Regions from separate parts of the Mus musculus genome. Here all the other regions are linked to region 3. A link is a contact called in public HiChIP or PLAC-seq data. All regions are on one chromosome and are shown on one strand. The core of a region is the stretch at or near the end of the contact, and the rest is flanking DNA. Distances in the headings are between cores, read along the strand shown. Region 1 overlaps Dnmbp (dynamin binding protein). Region 2 overlaps Got1 (glutamic-oxaloacetic transaminase 1, soluble). Region 3 overlaps Entpd7 (ectonucleoside triphosphate diphosphohydrolase 7).

The links. HiChIP or PLAC-seq counts read pairs in DNA pulled down with a chosen protein or histone mark.
Region 1: a contact with region 3 is called in an HNF4G HiChIP or PLAC-seq map of pancreatic cancer cells. The contact joins two enhancer-like sites. A contact is called at or near these places in 2 of 115 datasets of contacts at active chromatin or transcription factors (bone marrow-derived macrophages and pancreatic cancer cells) and 2 of 9 other capture datasets (liver and pancreatic islet).
Region 2: a contact with region 3 is called in an HNF4G HiChIP or PLAC-seq map of pancreatic cancer cells. The contact joins two enhancer-like sites. A contact is called at or near these places in 1 of 115 datasets of contacts at active chromatin or transcription factors (pancreatic cancer cells) and 4 of 9 other capture datasets (adipose tissue, embryonic stem cells, liver and 1 more).

Annotation. Positions count from the first base shown.
Region 1 is chr19:43,929,385-43,932,084 of GRCm38.p6, forward strand. All of the region lies in intron 1 of Dnmbp (dynamin binding protein), which reads right to left. Among named protein-coding and RNA genes, the nearest start is that of Dnmbp, 9.5 kb to the right of the region's middle. Within about 2 kb of position 1,292, at least 46 of the 459 cell types and tissues checked have an H3K27ac peak or open chromatin away from gene starts, as enhancers often do. A contact at or near this core is called in bone marrow-derived macrophages and pancreatic cancer cells, where this site is marked.
Region 2 is chr19:43,497,803-43,500,502 of GRCm38.p6, forward strand. Got1 (glutamic-oxaloacetic transaminase 1, soluble) reads right to left here. Exons shown (of 9, transcript NM_010324.2): 9 at 1,950-2,700. The coding sequence ends at 2,616. Among named protein-coding and RNA genes, the nearest start is that of Got1, 25 kb to the right of the region's middle. Within about 2 kb of position 1,404, at least 88 of the 459 cell types and tissues checked have an H3K27ac peak or open chromatin away from gene starts, as enhancers often do. A contact at or near this core is called in adipose tissue and pancreatic cancer cells, where this site is marked.
Region 3 is chr19:43,710,141-43,712,840 of GRCm38.p6, forward strand. Entpd7 (ectonucleoside triphosphate diphosphohydrolase 7) reads left to right here. Exons shown (of 13, transcript NM_053103.5): 6 at 1,595-1,698. Among named protein-coding and RNA genes, the nearest start is that of Entpd7, 22 kb to the left of the region's middle. Within about 2 kb of position 1,276, at least 125 of the 459 cell types and tissues checked have an H3K27ac peak or open chromatin away from gene starts, as enhancers often do. A contact at or near this core is called in adipose tissue, bone marrow-derived macrophages and pancreatic cancer cells, where this site is marked.

The DNA.
Region 1 (2,700 bases), core at 42-2,541, 220 kb after region 3:
GAAGAAGGGCAAAGCCCAGCGCCTGAAGCTTGTCCTTGGACCTCCAAAAGTGCACCATGGTACAGGGGAGCCCCCAAGAGCCACACAAGTACACATGCATAATTAGTTCATTAAAAAACGATTGCGTGTGACTATAATCCTAGCACTTGGGAAGCTGAGGCAGAAGGACCGCCATGAGTTGAAGGCTGGGTAGAGTTCAGTTACTGTCGGCCACAGACCTTTACATAAGGTTCCTTACCGAGAATATCGAGCTTCGCCACATTAGACTGAGGGCTAAAGCGTTACTTTCCACCTGTGATCATCCTGGAGACTCCACGAGCCAGGCGCTCATGTAAATGGCTAACCCGCTCACTGCTGGTATAGTATATTACATTAGTTATATTGAAGATAAGGTCTCCCCACAGCGCTGGCCTCAGGACAGCATTATCCCATCCTTGTAGCAGCTGTCAGTCAACTATCCCACCCTGTGCTTTGAATAGGAGGTCTGGCCAATGAGGTACTACAGCGACCTGACAGCGCAGAGCCAGATCCAGAACACTACTTATTGTTCAGAAACAACAGAAAGGGCAACAAAGTGTCTACTTTACTAGAGATGGGAGGAGAGAACAAACCAGAAAAGGGAGGTCACGGGTGTGAGGCTGGGGAGTGAGGTACAACTCGGCACATCCATTGCAACTTTTTCTGCTGACGGGGGCAGGCTCATTTGTGCTGAAAGAATCACAGCAGCAGCAGCATGAGAACAATGCCTGCCTGGCGTGCACGGGGCCCAGACCCCATGGCTGGAGGTCAGCACCAGGCGTTCTCCCCTGGTCGGCTCCCATCATAGCTGTCAGCATCCCAGATCCTCACTCTGCCTCCGGAAAAAACACATCACGCCCTCCTCACCCTCATGCCCAGACCCCCACCCCCCAAGCAGAGGCTGGCACAAAGGCAGAGCCTACCTGGGTGGACAGGGTGCTAGACTCTGCTCACACTGTCAGGGAGCAAATGGGATTCCACTCCCCCACCCTGCCAGAGAATCGGAAGGAGGCAGAGAAGTGTACTTTCTCATCCCCCCACTCCTGCAGGCTTCCTGTCTGGGCCATAAGATGGATTCGTTTGAAGGGGCACAGTGAGGTGCCTGGGTATTTATTGAAGGGCTGAGTAAGGTGTCGGCTGTATTCCAGACGGTGGCAAGGGTTATGCAAACTGGGGACACATTCCAGCCGGTCAGGATCCAGGGATGGGCATAAGGAGGAAGTACAGCTGTGTGGAATTGAACATGCTGATGCTAGGAACGTTAACTTAGGAATTAGCTCACTTCCTGCTATTTATATGATCACATGTCCAAAGCACAGACCACGGGGCAAGCAGAGATTAGGGAAACAAAACAATTATGGTGGAGGTTTATTTCAGTGTCAAGAGAAAACAGGTGTGCTGCTGCTGCTGCACACTGTAATTCCAGCACTTGGGAGGCTGAGGCAGGAGGATCTTTGAAATTCCTAGGCCGGCAGGATCTTCATAGCAAGCTCCAGGCCAGAGGCCAGGGTTACACAATGAGACCTTTACTTAAAAAAAAAAAAGAAAAAAAAAGGAAAAAGAAAAAAAAAAAAGAACAAGCTATTTTCTTCACTCCATTTATTTATTTTGTGAAAGGGGAAACTGTGATCTGAAGGGGGAGAAAAAGGAGGGTCTAAACCTGTGCTAAAGAACATTACATCATCCTATAAGTGCCTCCCTGCTTCCGGGGCTGGGACCTGCTCCACTGGGGTCCAGACCACAAATGTTCCGAGTTCAGCTGTGATGATTCATTTGGGGTTCGGGGCTCAGTACGTTGTGGCGCCTTCAGGCTCAGTCTGGTCCAAGGGACCAGCAGACTTCTCCCCACGCCTAAAGCTAATTACAGCCTGTTACCCTCCTCCATCCTTCCCAGAGGACCAAGGTGAGACCAAAGTGAGCTAATGGCCTAACCCTGTACAAGGAGGAAGGCTCTGGAACCACGGGGTTAAGCGCATCCCCTCCTCCACAGCATAGAAATAGTCAGTTAACAGGCTGGCACCAAAGCTGGGGCTATAGGGATTTGCTTTTCTATATTTTACAAACTTTCTATGTATAATAATAACAATTTTATACACACACACGAATTAGGGGGAAAATACTGGTTTAAAGTGGGAAAGCAGGGACAGTGGTAACTAAGTGCCCAGCAGCTGTCACTGAAGGCCACCTATGTCCACGTGTTAAATAACTGCAGTATGTCTTAGGAGATCCTTAAGGGTTATACCTAGAGTAGAAACTGAACCAGGGTAAGTTCTTTTGTGTCTTTATTGATGATCACACTGACGACTACAGTTATAATACGTGACTCTCCTTCAGGACACAGCTATTTAGATTTTGACTTTCAACAGCAGAAGGAAAATGTGGCCTCATTGTGAAGTATTAGACCCTCGGGATTTGACCATACATTAATATACGGAGAGTACAGAAATCCTGGGGGGCTCTTATTTATGCTAGTAACGACTCGACATCAGGCTCAGGATTTGGGTTTGCCGCCGGAGTGACGCCATCTTGTTTCCTAGAGGACAAATTCTGTGAGTGTTCCGTAAGGGGCTAACAGCTATCCAGCTGTCCGTGACACAAAAATCTCAATAAATTATAAGCAGAGGAAACACCTTCCCCTGATGAAGGGCACACACACAAACTGCACACCTACCGCTGGGAGGC
Region 2 (2,700 bases), core at 154-2,653, 210 kb before region 3:
GAGACCCAATCGGGGCTATTCTTTCCTTAATACGCTAAAGGCTGTTTTCTCTGGGCTACACTTAGCAGGTGGTGTAATAAAGGCTGCTTAACTCATTTCTCAAAACTGCCTCTCAAAGGCGCTGATGCCTTTGGACAACTTGATTGAAGTTTTGGCAAGTTGGAGTTTTCTGTTTGCCCACCTCTGAAGTCTACCATGCACCCACATCTGAGAGCTCTTGCAGTGTCCCCCAAACATCCACAGAACCCCAGACACAGTACAGGACACGCTAACCAATTTGTCCCACTTCATCTTTTTTTTTTTTCTTTAAAATACTAAAAACTTTTTTAGCATGTTGGTACTGGCATTGAGACTTAAAGTTGTTTCCTTAATTTAAATAGTTTTGGCACTCCCCCTAGAAGAAAAATTAGAAATTTTTCTAATAAATAAATTTTTATAAAATAAATTTAAAAATAAAAAACTAGAAGAAAAATTCTCTTTCCCTAACAAGAAAAGTATGCCCTAGTAAGAGTTTACTGGGGAGCCAGTCAGTGGTGGCGCACACCTTTAATCCCAGCACGGGAGGCAGAGGCAGGCAGATTTCTGAGTTTAAGGCCAGCCTGGTTTACAGAGTGAGTTCCAGGACAGTCAGGGATACACAGAGAGACCCTGTCTCAAAAAAAAAAAAAAAAAAAAAAAAGGTGGGGGGTGGTTACTGGGTAGGACATTTTGGAGGGCCACATTGATCAAAATTGTTTTTTAAGATTTATTTATGTGTATGCCTTAGCATATGTAGGTACCCCTGGAAGCCAGAAGAGGGCGTCAGATCCCCTTGATCTGGAATTCCGGGCAGTTGTGGTTTCATGTGGGTGCTAGAAACAGAACCCCAGTCCTCTGCAAGAGCAACAAGCAATGCTCTTTTGCTCACAACAACCAAGTCTGTCCCCATCAGAGGTACTGGAGTCTGATGGCTTAAGCCACCCCTAGGGAGAATGCAAGAAACTCTTCCAGGGAAGGCAGCATCCTAGAGCTGAAAGAACAAACCTCAATAAAGGATACAAATGGAAACAAGCTGCAAGCTAACGTCTAATAACCTTTACCTCGTCCACACCCAGCAGCCTGGGGCACCTACAGAGAGTCAGCCCAGCCAGATGGTAGGATCTGCAAGGGCGGAGGGCTTTGCAAAGGAAAGCCAGACCAGGGATAACCACCGTTCCTCTCCGAAGGCAGGAAGCCAGACTGTTTCAGTACCAACAGACTGATTCAAAGAAAGGAATGAGGAATGACGGCAGAATGACAGCAACAGTCCAAATTCTGGCTCAAGGTCAAAGGTCTTTTTTTAAACTAAAAGGCCCTACTAACAGAACAGGGTGTCTTGGTAAGCTTGGAAAGAATTCCGTACCACACCCAGAGGAAAGGGGGTGAGTCAGAGACAACAGGAAGCAAGCAGACTGTTTCACTGCGGTAGCCAGGCTAGACCTGGTGACTTCTGGAGCCGACCATCTTTAAAAATCGTGGGATTTTTATACCTCAAGGGAGTCCTGGGAAATTCTGAAAAGCTACTCTTAAATATTTTGAAAAGTGGTTACTCTGTTGCTTAAAGTAAGGCATAGCCCTACCAATTTTTCCAGACCCACCCTTTTCCCAGAGTTCAGGGACTCTGGAACTTGTGATGTTTAAGCAGCTGTAATGTTTTCAATACACTAGGGACATAGCAGCTCCAGCGGTGACGGAAAGAGCTGGTATTCTAGAATCCCTCTAAATGATATCATCCTAGTTTCTTAAGAAAATGGCTGGTGTCTGAACGATAAACCTACAAAAGCAACATGGACTTACAGCCTGGATCCTACTTGAACTTCCAGTTTCATGAACACATTTTGTTTTTTCCTTTACCTTTGCCATCAGTGAACCCCTCTAAAGACTTCATTCTAAACTGTGGGTGGCAACTCATGAATGGATCACAAACTCCATTTCACTTGTCTTGATCAGCAGTTTTATTTTTTAAATAAAACAGAACAGACTAAGAAAATATCACAATGTGCCACATATCACAAGAGCAAATACCGTTTAGTGGAACTTTCATTTCAGTCAAATACGTAAATCCATTTGTATGTCATGATATAAATATTGGCCACAGTTGCCTTAAAAAAACTAATGTTCCAGACCAGGGACACAACCGTGCGGGGAGATCAGGGTGACGAGAGACAGAGATGGGTGGCGATGATGAGTTTTAATGCCCCAGCCAACACCCACAGTCACATCCGGCTCCTCAGACCAACTTGATCTTTGAGACTAGACTTTTGTACAGTCAGGCAACACGCAGAAGCCCAAGGCTCCGTGGGCATCACTCCTGCAGAATGCTAGAGAGGAAGGCAAGGTGATTACATCTCATAGCCAAAGTTCTTTTTATTCTTAAATAACTTTAATCTACTCTGGTTTCCAACAGGCTCTAACCCCAGAGCCCCCGGGGCTCATTTCAAGAAACGTCTTCTCATGTGGGGGGTCAGCTAAACAGCAGCTGCTTCCCCTCGGTCATCTCTAATAAAGGACGTGTACAGCTAGGTACAGCTAGGTTTGCGCAGGCAGGAAAGGTGTGACAAGAACTGCTTTGGTGGCGTGAACTACGAGGTGTTTCTTCACTGGATTTTGGTGACGGCTTCATGGATGGAGGTAGCGACGTAATCTAGGTTCTTGGTGGTCAAGCCGCACATGTTGATCCGA
Region 3 (2,700 bases), core at 26-2,525:
TACATAAATAAATAGTATTATTTCGGCTGACCATTTGGCATCGGACAGCCAACTGGTGTTCTCTTCCCTGCGGAAGACCACCTTTCCTGCTCTCCATTTCCCTTGGTTGCCTGTACCCCTTTGTGTTGGGCTGAGACCTGTGGCCTTTTCCCTGTCCGCTTTGGCATGCTCATTGGTATTACCCCTGCTCAGTTCATGGTTTGGAAGTCATGTTGGTGAGACTCTTTTTTTTTCTTAACTGTAGGACATTTCAATATAAAAGTGCTTGGAAAGAAGCCGGGACAGAGAGTCTTCTCTGTAACCCAGGGCTCTGCTCTGTTCCGCAGCCAGTCTAACCAAACCAGAAGGTTCCAGGTTCACTGAAAAGACCCAGGCTAGTGTAGAGGGCTGGAGAGGTGGCTCACTGGTTAGGAGCACTTGTTGTTCTTGTTTAAGACCTGGGTTCTATTCCTGACACACACATAGTGGTTCACAGACATCTGTAACTTTAGCCCCAGGGGATCTGATGTCCTCTTCTGACTTCTACAGGCCCAAGCTTGCATGTGGTACATATATACGAGTAGGCAAACCACGCATAAAATGAGTAAATCTAATGTTTTTGGAAAGGAAGAGACTAGTTGAGAAAGACACCAGTGCCAACTCCTGGCTTACACACACACACACACACACACACTCGCACACACACACACACTCGCACACACACCCAGTACAAATCTGAGATGACTGCTGGTCTCATTTTTAACTAACATTTTCCTTGGACTCACATTATTATCCTTTGCTTTATTTATTTTTACTTTGTCTAATAATCCCAGGGAAGCATTTAAAATCTCAGAAGAAACAAAAGTACTACATAGGTACTAAGTTTCAAATGTCACACCCTTGAAATGAAAATTCTTACGAACTTTGGGTTTTGAACCTCATCTGGGTTTTTCAAATGATAAGGTTTTTATACAGAAAAAAGTCAACCCTTGAAACGTGGAAAAGGAGATTAAAAAGTTAATCGTTAGCTTACATAAAAGATTATGTCAAAGCCTGTGGGACTCCCATTATAGACTGTGTAGTCACGAGGCATTGTCTGTATTGTGTAAGCTCTGAGGGCGAGTTTGTGTTCTGTAATTGACGTCTTGCTATCACAGTGGTTAGGAATAATGTAGTTGTATTTTATGGACCGTGGATCTGTGATTTCCTGACTTACTCATCCTCTCCCAGAGGTATGAAGCCATGTGCTCCTCGCTCAACGCTGAGCTAGGCAGTATTTAAAGGGCGTTGCCTTTTGTATAGGAGCCTGCTCTTTGCATGCAGTTTGAACCTCTGAAGACAAACTAGGAACCAAAAGGGCGCAGAGTTAGACAAGGGCACGCGGTAGATGGAGCGGCATCATAACAAGACTAAACGGAAGGCGTTTGTGAGAAGAGGTTTTCATTTTGCTTAAGAGATGGGGACTCACTATGTTCCCCAGGCTAGCCCTCCGCTGCTGGGCTCAAGCACTCTTTCTACCCTAGCCTCAGGGGCCACCTTGGTGGCAGGTGAAAAGGTGGTTAATAATTAACTTGGGGATTTTTTTTTTTTCTTTTTCTTTTTTTCTCTTCCTCAGGCAACAGTTGGCTATCTTGGCAGATTTAGTGAAAGATTTGCCGTTGGAGTTTGACTTCCTCTTTTCACAGTCTCAGGCCGAAGTGATCTCTGGGAAACAGGAAGGTACTGAGCGGGGGGGCTGGGCGGGGTGGGGCAGGGCGGGGCTGGGCGGGGCTGGGCGGGGTGGGGCAGGGCGGGGCTGGGCGGGGCGGAGCTGGGGCTCCTCAGCAGGTGTTTGGGATTTCTCTGTGCACCTCAAGGATTGGCTTGGTTCAGCTGCATGGTCTTTTTTTTGTTTGTTTGTTTTGTTTTTTTTGAGACAGGGTTTCTCTGTATAGCCCTGGCTGTCCTGGAACTCACTCTGTAGACCAGGCTGGCCTCAAACTCAGAAATCCGCCTCCCTCTACCTCCCAAGTGCTGGGAGTAAAGGCGTGCGCCACCACTGCCCAGCTTGCATGGTCTTTTTGCACATTCTGCACGAGTGATCTGTTTCACATGGCTGCATCTAGAGGTCACACATATCTGGATTTAACAGTACTGAGCACCCTGCTTAGTATTTAATGATTCCAAACGGACCTTTGATTAGCTAGTTGCACTTTTGGAACAAACAGCCCTAGGAGTTATGGATAGTTTACATTTAAGTGTGAAACAAGTTATTACTTTAAGGTGTGGGGAGACCTTAACTCAAGGAGTGATCAGGCTGAGGTACTGTTGTTTTGGGTTTTCCTTTTATTGCAATTACTGTGCAGTTCTCTTTCTTCCTTAATACACCACTGTATTGATATTCTCATGTGGCCCAGACACACCCAAAGTAATAATTTGCTACCACTTCTTTTCTGTCTTTGAGACAGGGTCTCACTGTGTAGCCCAAGAACTTGCTGGCTGGCAATCCTCCTGTCTCCGCTACTTCTCTGAGATTACAGGCATGCACCACTGTGCCCAGTTAGCCCCAGTTTTTGAAAGAAGGTGACCTTGGGCCTGGGGAGATGGCTCAGTTGGTAAAGGACTTGCCACACAAGCGTGCGGACCTGAGTTAGATCCCTCAGCACTCACATAAAAAGCCAGGTGTGGCAACACACACCTGTAATCCCAGAGTTGGGGAGGCAGAGACAGGGGAATGACTGG